2 separate regions of the Sus scrofa genome follow, and region 2 is linked to region 1. A link is a contact called in public Hi-C data. All regions are on one chromosome and are shown on one strand. The core of a region is the stretch at or near the end of the contact, and the rest is flanking DNA. Distances in the headings are between cores, read along the strand shown. Region 1 overlaps LOC106509117 (a long non-coding RNA gene). Region 2 has its middle 40 kb from the start of MAPK1IP1L.

Region 1 (4,931 bases), core at 1,713-4,212:
AACTGGTAATGGCGCTTGCAGTGCCGACCACAGAGACTCAATTTGGGAATTTACGTGTACTTTAATTAGGTTAATGAATATTGTTGCTTGCAATACATAACACATTAGCTGAGGGACCCATCAGCCAGAATTCATCAATCTGATTATCCATGTATCTGTCAGCGTAAGTGAGATTATGCTGCACCAACAGATGCTCCCCAAACTCCAGGGGCTTAAAAAACAACAGACTTTTTTCTCCCTGGGCTGCATGTCCATTCCAGGCCAGCTGGGGCTTCTGCTCCACAGAGCTCACTGCAGAACTGAGGCTGACATCACTGTCACCACTTGGAGCGTTGGTGTTTGCCTCGGCAGAGGAGGAGGAGGACGAGGCTTCCACCAGAAGGGTGATTTTGGCTTATGCTTCGTGGGCCAAAGCGAGTCACATGGCCACCTCTGACTTCAAGGGAGCTACGAGTTGCAACCCTACCCTGTGCCAAGGTGGGTGAGGTCCTAGCGTCCCGTCTGGCAAATTCCCAACTCTTGGGGGATTGGGGAAATTTTATTGAAATACAGTTGATGTATAAACTACAGGTTACAACACAGCGGTTCATGACTTTTGAGGTTACACTCCATTTATGTTATTCTAAAATACTGGCCAAATTCCATGTGTTGTACAATATATCCTTGAAGCTTATTTTATACCTAATAGCCTGTACCTCTTAAGCCTCTACCCCTATATTCCCCCTTCTCACTTTCCTCTTCTCGCCAGTAACCACTGTTTTGTTCTCTGTATCTGTGAGTCTGTTTCTTTTCTGTTATATTCACTAGTTTGTTGTATTTTTTAGATTTCATTTATAAGTGATATTGAGTGTGTATATTACCACATCTTCTTTATCCATTCATATGTTGATAGACACTTAGGTTGCTTCCTTATTTTGCCAACTGTAAATAAGGCTGCTATGAACATTGGGGTGCATGTATCTTTTTGAATTAGTGTTTTGGGGCACTTTTTTGGATATACACCCAGAAGTGGAAATGCTGGGTCATATGGAAGTTCTATTTTCAGTTTTTTAACAAACCTCCATACTGTTTTACACAGTAGCTGCACCAATTCACATCCTCTACAGTATATGAGGGTTCCCTTTTCTCCACATCCTTGCCAACTTTTGTGTTCTTTTTGATGATAGCCATTCTGACAGGTTTGAGGTGACATCTCATTGTGGTTTTAATTTGCCTTTCTCTGATGATTAGTGATGTTGAGTATTTTTTCATGTGCCTGTTAACCACCTGCATGTGGTCTTTGAGAAAATGTTTGTTCAGGTCTTCCGCCCATTTTTTAATCAGGTCATTTGTTTTCTTAATGTTGAATTGTATGGGCTGTTTATGTATCTTGGATATTAACCTATTATTGGTCATATCATTTGCAAAAATTTTCTGCCATTCAGTAGATTGTCTTTTCATTTTGCTGATAGTTTGCTGTGCAAAAGCTTTTAATTAGGTCTCATTTGTTTATTTTGCGTTTATTTCCCTTAGGAGATAAATTTTAAAAAAGAGAGAGAGAGAGAGAGAGTTCCAGGGAGTTCCTATCATGGCTAGTGGTTAATGAATCCTACTACTATCCATGAGGATGTGGGTTCAGTCTCTGGCCTTGCTCAGTGGGTTAAGGATCTGGCATTGCTGTGAGCTGTGGTGTAGTTCGCAGATGCACCTCAGATCCAGCGATGCTATGGCATAGGCTGGCAGCTACAGCTCAGATTCCACCCCTAGCCTGGGAATCTCCATATGCCATGAGTGCAGCTCTAAAAAGACAAAAAAAAAAAAAAAAAAAAAAAAAAAGCTTCCCACCATGATGCAGTGGATTAATGATCTGGCTTGTCTCTGTTTGCATCTGTTCGATTCTGCAGCCTGGTACAGTAGGTTAAGGATCTGGAGCTGTGGCTTGGATTCGATCTCTGGCTGGGGAACTTCCATGGGTCACAGGTGCAGCCAAAAAAGAAAAAAAATAAAATGTTACTTTATTTTACAAAAGAAAATTACTGTGATATATGTCAAAGAGCTTTCTGCGTATGTTTTCTTCTAGGGGTTTTATGGTTTCTAGTGTTAAATTTAGTCTTGAATCCATTTTGAGTTTATTTTTGTATTTGGTGTCAGGAAATATTCTAACTTCTAGTCTTGAATCCATTTTGAGTTTATTTTTGTATTTGGTGTCAGGAAATATTCTAACTTCACTGTTTTACATGTCATCTGATTGGTGCCTCCTCACGGGCTGTGCTCACTCCTGGTTGGCGAGGGCAGGCATTGGTGCCTGGTCTCTTAGCGGCTGCTGTATTTTTATGTATCTGGTAGGTTGGTGATGCTCCCCGACCTTGGCAAAGTGGCCTGTTGTGGGCAATGTTCTGTGTGTGCCAGCAGCACACCTGCCTCTCGTCACCTGAGTTAAACTCTCTAGGGGTCCCCATAGGAGGTCTGCGTGTGTTCTTCCATTGCAATGGGCTATGTGGGCGGTCGGGTAGACTCGGCTGGCCCGCGTTCCACTGAGTGCCAGGCCCTGCCTGGCGCGGAGACTGCCGGCTTCTGGTTGGCGGGATTGAGTCACGAGGTAGCTGACTGCAGAACCGCAGGTGCTGGCTCACTGGTGGGTGGAGTCAGAGTCCAGAGTCTGTGGTGGTGTCGCTGGCCCACTGGTGAATGAAGCCAGGTCCTGGAATTGGTGCCACCCTACCAGCAGGCAGAGCTAGGTCCTGGAGTGTGGTTACAGGGCCCGGGGTTTCCTGAAATTATGCCAAATCCTTTGGGGCAGTGGGCGGCGGGGAGGGGCGGGTAGTTCCTGACACAGTTGGGTTAGGTCTGGGGTGTCTCAAAGCTTGTATTGGCCTGCTAGTGGGCAGAGCCAGAGCCTAGCTTATCCCTGGGTAGGATCTGGCCTGCTGGTAGGCAGACTGGGTCCCCACGCTGCAGGATTGTGATTTTCCTGCATCTGATGTCTGCCCCCTGGTGGTTGAAGTTGGTCTTGTGGCTAGAGCTCACTTCCCAGAGGGGTGGGTCAGGCCCAGAGGATTCTGGGGCCAGTGCCTGCCCACTGGTGGGTAGAGCTGTATTCTGGACACCCTGGTGGCAGGGCCACATCCAGAGGTGTCTCTGGGCTCAGGAGGTCTGAAGGCATCCTGTCTGCTGATGGATGGGGCTGTGTCCCCACCAGTTAGTTGCTTGGCCTGAGCCATCCCAGTAGTGGTGCCCATATGATGTTGGGCCAGGACAAGGCTGGGTCCTGGGACTGATAAGCTAGAGGGAGGATTCCACAATGGCACTTGCCAGCATCAGAGTCCATGTGGGAGAATGAGCTCCCCAAAATGGCTGCTGCTGTGTCTGTGTCCCCAGGGTGAGTGGCGGTTACCTCCTGCCTCTCCAGGAGATGCTCCAGGATCAGCAGATAAGTCTGATCCTGGCTCCTATCAAATTGCTTGTGGGAGTTCCTGTTGTGGCTCAGTGGGTTAAGAACCTGACTAGTATCCATGAGGACGCGGGTTCAATCTCTGGCCTCGCTCAGTGGGTTGAAGGATCCAGAATTGTGGTAAGCTGCAGTGTAGGTCACAGATGTGGCTCAGATCTGGCATTGCTATGGCTGTGGCATAGGCCAGGAGCTACAGCTCCTATTCAACCCCTAGCCTGGGAACCTCCATATGCCACAGGTGTGGTTGTTAAAAAAAAAAAAAAAAGACCCAGGGCAGAAGCTTTCAGAACCTGCAAGATTTTGTGTGTGCCCTTTAAGAGTGAAGTCCCTATTTTCCCCAGCCCTCTGGGACTCCCCAGAGTAAGCCCTGCTGCCCTTCAAAGCCAAATGCTCTGGGGGCTCATCCTCTGGGTGTGTGACCCCCAGGTCTGTTTCATCGATGGTTGTTCTGCACATGGTTGCAAGTAGGGTGTGCCCATGAGAGGAGCTGAGCTCAGGGTCTTTCTTTCTTCTCCACTACCTTGGCCATCTGTGGCTGGGAAAAAAAAAAATTTTTTCAAAAAATATTTAATGAGGTAGCTGAGATCAAATATCAAATCCACATCATGTACAAAGGTGCTTAATAAGTGCTCAGGCATTTTTAAATGTATTTTTAAATGTAAATGACAATGGTACCTAAGAAATACTCTTTCTTCCTAGTTCCTCCAGAGGAGTGGCAGAGAGGCCCAGGCAGACTGGGAGCAGCAAGAGTGGGTGAAGCTGGACAGGAGGAGGAAGGAGGGTGTTCTGGGGCATCCAGCGTCAGGGTGATGGGGAGTGTTCCCCATCGAGCTAAAATATAGCTGGTGCAAGAAAACAAACACCAAGAAGAACCTGGGGACACAGTTGGGCTGAGGAGGGGCCTTGACTCCAGGCAGGAGGGGGCTGCAGTCAGGGGGACTTTCATGTTTGGTGCTATAGATGCAAACTGTTACAGTAAGAATGGATAGGCAGTGAGGTCCTGCTGTATAGCACACAGGGAACTGTGATGGATCCAGCTATGATGGGACATGATGAAAGATAATATGAGAAAGAGTGTGTATTAGATGTATGACTGGGGCACTTTGCTGTACAGCAGAAAGTGACAGAACAATGTATATCAACTATAAAAAAGAAAAAGATTGAGGCAAGACTCAGTGCACCCCCCACTTCCCTGGGCCGCTGAAACTGCCCTCTGGAGGGCAGCTGCTTGGCCCCAAGTTCTCCTCACTCCTCACAGCCATGGGAAAGTGTGACCCTACTCGGTGTCCAGGTGGGTAAGGGCCTAGGCTCCCTGTCTGACTAGTGTCCAGCCCCACCTGGGCCCATGCCAAACACAAACTCTGGTGGCTTTATGTGGGTCCACTGTCTCTCTTCAAGCTCTCAAAGTCTGCAGGAGCTTTAAGTGGCATCACGGAACCAGGTGGTGTCCCAGGTGGCCAGGTAACTTCCTGTCCCACCCATAGCACACTGTGGGATCACT
Region 2 (4,476 bases), core at 317-2,816, 290 kb after region 1:
TCTTCAAGGGATCCATGATTAACACTTTGCCTACTGCTGGAAATGCGACCCTAGAGTGTTCTTTTTGTTAGTGATCGATGGGCTATACACTCCTGGATCAATGGACCATACCATACCTTCTTGTCAAGTTGCTTTGCATAAACATCAAAATCTACAATCTATACCTGGTTTCATTGGTAGGGTCCTGAGTTTTGATTGTCATGGTTGGTCGCATAGCAGGATATGTGACCAGCTCCCCATAAACGCTTTGGACTCTGAGACCCAAATGGCTTCTATGGGCAAAGACATTTCTCTCACACATGTTCACAGTCAACAGTGAGAGAATGAGTAGTCCTGTGTAACGTTGGACCAGGAAGGACATTGGAAGCCAGTGTTAAACCTTTCTAGACTCCATGAATAGATGTCGTTTTCCTGCTGCTTTCAGTCTCTATCTCTTGCTACCATAAATCTGAGTGAGTATAAAACTTGCTATTGGGGAGTTCCCGTCGTGCCGCAGTGGTTAACGAATCCGACTAGGAACCATGAGGTTGCGGGTTCGATCCCTGCCCTATGCTCAGTGGGTTAACGATCCGGCGTTGCCGTGAGCTGTGGTGTAGGTTGCAGACGCGGCTCGGATCCCGCGTTGCTGTGGCTCTGGCGTAGGCTGGTGGCTACAGCTCCGATTCAACCCCTAGCCTGGGAACCTCCATATGCCCCGGGAGCGGCCCAAGAAATAGCAACAACAACAACAAAAAGACAAAAGACAAAAAACAACAACAAAAAAAAACTTGCTATTGGGTCTCGTGGGTCCTTCTGATCAATCGCTGAAGGAAACACAAATATATATTATACATATATACAATATTTAGATATATATAACCAAAATCTCTCTGCCTAGCTATAACCATTTGGCTAATTTTAAAAATGGGTTTTGAAGTTCCTGTCGTGGCGCAGCAGAAACGAATCCAAATGGGAACCATGAGGTTTCGGATTCGATACCTGGCCTCGCTCAGCGGGTTGAGGATCCGGCATTGCCGTGAGTTGTGGTGTAGGTCGCAGACGCAGCTTGGATCTGGCGTTGCTGTGGCTGTGGTGTAGGCCGGCAGCTGTAGCTCTGATTCAACTCCTAGCCTGGGAACCTACATATGCCGTGGGTGTGGCCCTAAAAGGACACTAAAAATAAAAAATAAAAAATAAAGGAGGGTGGATGCCCAAATGTGATTTTCTCAATACTAACCCCAAGATGAGTCTGTTCCCAAGTGTATAACCAACCCTGAGTCACAATCCCCGGACCTTAGGCACAGCCGTGCAAGTGTGGCCTTGGCCAGAAGAGGGCACTGCCACCTACTTGTGTGACCATCTGCATAGGAACCAATAGGATGAAAGAGGTTTTGACTTTCAATTAATTACGATTTTTTAGAGCCCTTGAGTTAAAATAAATGCCTGTGAACTTTTAGTTTCACTTTGAGCCCAAAGCCCAAAGCCTTCCCTCACAATACTCAAACTTCATGTTCAGTAATGCAAAGGGGACATGGATGCTGTGTCCTTTGGCTTTCCTGGTGCCTTATAGCTGGTCCAGCTGGGCAGAGCCAAAAGCAAGGGAAAGGAGGATGCATTTGGCAAATGAGAGAGAGAACTGGGAGGACTGCTGGGGTTCCGGGGTGGGGGGGAGGAATCTTCTGGTGAGGTACAGAGGAGGACAGGCTTGGGAGGATACTCTTTGTGTCTGGGTTTGAGAGAATACTACTATAAGCCCCTGAGGCACTGCCGCTCTGTCTAGCAGAGCAGTTAATCTAATCTCTGGATTCTTAACTGAAAATGGAAATTCACATAAATATAGTTGTTCTTTAGTTCACATTAATAATTAAAGGGCTCCCTCTCTCACTTCCATATTAATGACACCTTCCATTCGTGTAGCTTGAGAATTTGCAGAGGGCTTTCCCACCCACAGCAATAGAATAGAGCAGGTACTGATTATTTCCAGTTTGCTGTTGAGGAGACACTGGGGGTGAGTAGGTTGCTCTCGATGTTCTGTAATCCGAGTCTGGGAGGGGACCAGAGCCCTGGGCCTGATCTTAGCCCTATGCTTTGTCCCCTATCACAAATACATTTCTAACTCTTATCATTGCTGTTTCCAAGGCCTATTAAAAGCTGAATGTAGGCATACTCTGTGACCCAGCAATTTCACTTGTAGGAATGTATACAGCAGAAATGTATGCACAGAGGCACCAAAACATATGTGCAAAACTGTTCATAGCAGCATAATGGGAAACAGCCCCAAACAGAAACCAACCCTAAATCCCATCAACATAGAATGCACAAGTAGACTGTGGTATATTTCCTTCATGAATTCCAAGAGGAAAGAATAAATGAACCACATCTATGCAAAATATAAATAAACTTCACAAATATATATAAAGTTCAAAAACAGGTGAAACTGATATAAAGTGTTAAAAGGTCAGTGGCTATAACTCAAAGGACTAGTAACTGGGAGGGAGGCGATACAGGGGTCTAGTGGAGTGCCACTAATGTCTAGCAGACCCAGACAGTGGTTACCTGGATGACAGGTGTGTTCACTTTGTACAAATTCACCAAGCTGTATATTTTTAAAATGTATTTTATTTTATTATTTTCTTTATTTAGACTGTCCTGGGGCACATGGAGTTCCCCAGCCCACTGTGCTGGTCCAGGGATCCAACCTGCATCCTGGCAGTGCAAAGATGCCACTGATCCCATTGCACCACAGTGGGAACTCCAAGCTGTATATTCATAATGCATACACTTTTTTGCATGTATGTTACACTTCAATAAAATGCTTAAAAATCCTGATGTCTAAATAAATTACTTTTCCATGAGCAACTTTAGTACTGCTCAAATGTAGCTCATCTCTGATTAAAGCAGACTTGTTTGTTGCTCTACTCTGACAGTGACCACACCACCATTCCCCAAAGAGTTCCTGAAGGGTTGAGAGATGAGGTCAACATGTGCCTTTGCATTTGTGCATGCAAGAATACATTTCAGGAGGGCTGCCACACAGGAAGTTCATCCTCAGCCTCCAATACTACAAACATATGTTCTTTCTGTGTATCCAGAAAGTAAAAAAGAAAGAAACACGCAAGCAGAATAAGCCAAACGTAACAAACATCTCCAAATGGCAAAGCTTCCCGGCTTGTCTCATTTTTAACAGCCAAGGACAAGAGCACTATCTTGCAAGAAAAACAACTCCAACCCCTGCAACCCAACCCCTGGCACCTCCAGACAGGACAGACCCAAAGCACGGGGCAGCAAACTGAAGCTGCTCAAAATTCCAGGCAGGGACTGACGAAGTCATAAATGGAACCAGATTTCCTGTTTCCCAGAGCACAACCTGCTTCTTATTAGCCCTTATTGTTTCTTGCAGGACCAGGGGGCTTAAAAATCTTAAAGGATAAAAGTACAACAACACATTAGATCAAGGATTGGCTATCTCTGCCCATGGGCCAAGAACACTTAGGCCAGGGCTAAACACACACACACCCACCCACACACACACACACACACACATACTCACACCCACACCCTCTCTCTGGCTCCCTCTTTTGCACTTTTGTTTTGGAGAGCATCTACTGCTCCAGTTCCTTGTATCTCCTATATCAGTGACTTACTGCTGTTTCAGACTCACACTCCATCCCAGGGGCAAAAGAGTGAGAATCTTTTTTTTCAGTTTGTTTAGGGCCGCACCTGTGGCATATGGAGGTTCCCAGGCTAGGGGTTGAATTGGAGCTACAGCTGCCGGCCTATATCACAGTCATAGCAATGCGGGAATGGAGCCGTGTCTGCAATCTATACCACAGCTCACAGCAATGCTGGATCCTTAACCCACTGAGTGAGGCCAGGGATCAAACCTGCATCCTCATGGATGCTAGTCAGATTCGTTTCTGCTGAGCCACGACAGGAACTCCAAGAGTGAGAATCTTGAAAACCATTTTGACAGATAGCCACCTTCATACATTCTCTAGCTGGAGTGAATTTGGAGGAGTTGGCCTTGTTTTTTTCCTCCCAGTGGCCAGAGGGACACTGGCTGTGCTTTTTACACAGAAATCTGGAAGCTGGGCCATAGATATACTGCTCTGCTCAACAGCAGAACAAAAGGACAAGAGCAGAGATCAGGACTGAGCGTGGTGGTGTTCTTCCCAGGCCTAAATGAATCCTGGAGGTAGCTGAGATACCCTGGGGTTTGCGTAGTTAGCACTCAATACTAGGAGTTTCCCAGCAGTGGCAATACTCAAAGCCTGGTAGATGGCACAACAACTTACACACAAAGGAGTTCATTGCAGCAGTGTTGTTACAGAGAAAAATGAGAAGCAAGCAAAGCCTCCAACAACAGAATGTGTTAAATTATGTGATAATGTTATATATAATGGGTTATCATGCAGCCATGAAGAAGAATGAGGCAGCTTGATATTAACTAACACAGAAAGTGGTCTATGCTGTAAAGTTAAACGAGAAAGGCAAGTT

What was found. Hi-C and Micro-C count contacts between places; a contact is called where the count stands out from the background.
Region 2: a Hi-C map of embryonic fibroblasts shows a contact between it and region 1, with 2.6 times the contacts expected there. The contact joins two enhancer-like sites.

What each region holds. Positions count from the first base shown.
Region 1 is chr1:184,148,614-184,153,544 of Sscrofa11.1, forward strand. LOC106509117 (a long non-coding RNA gene) reads left to right here. Exons shown (of 4, transcript XR_002346956.1): 1 at 1-477. Among named protein-coding and RNA genes, the nearest start is that of GCH1, 110 kb to the right of the region's middle. Within about 2 kb of position 2,963, at least 14 of the 83 cell types and tissues checked have an H3K27ac peak or open chromatin away from gene starts, as enhancers often do. A contact at or near this core is called in embryonic fibroblasts, where this site is marked.
Region 2 is chr1:184,438,880-184,443,355 of Sscrofa11.1, forward strand. No RefSeq gene overlaps it. Among named protein-coding and RNA genes, the nearest start is that of MAPK1IP1L, 40 kb to the left of the region's middle. Within about 2 kb of position 1,567, at least 15 of the 83 cell types and tissues checked have an H3K27ac peak or open chromatin away from gene starts, as enhancers often do. A contact at or near this core is called in embryonic fibroblasts, where this site is marked.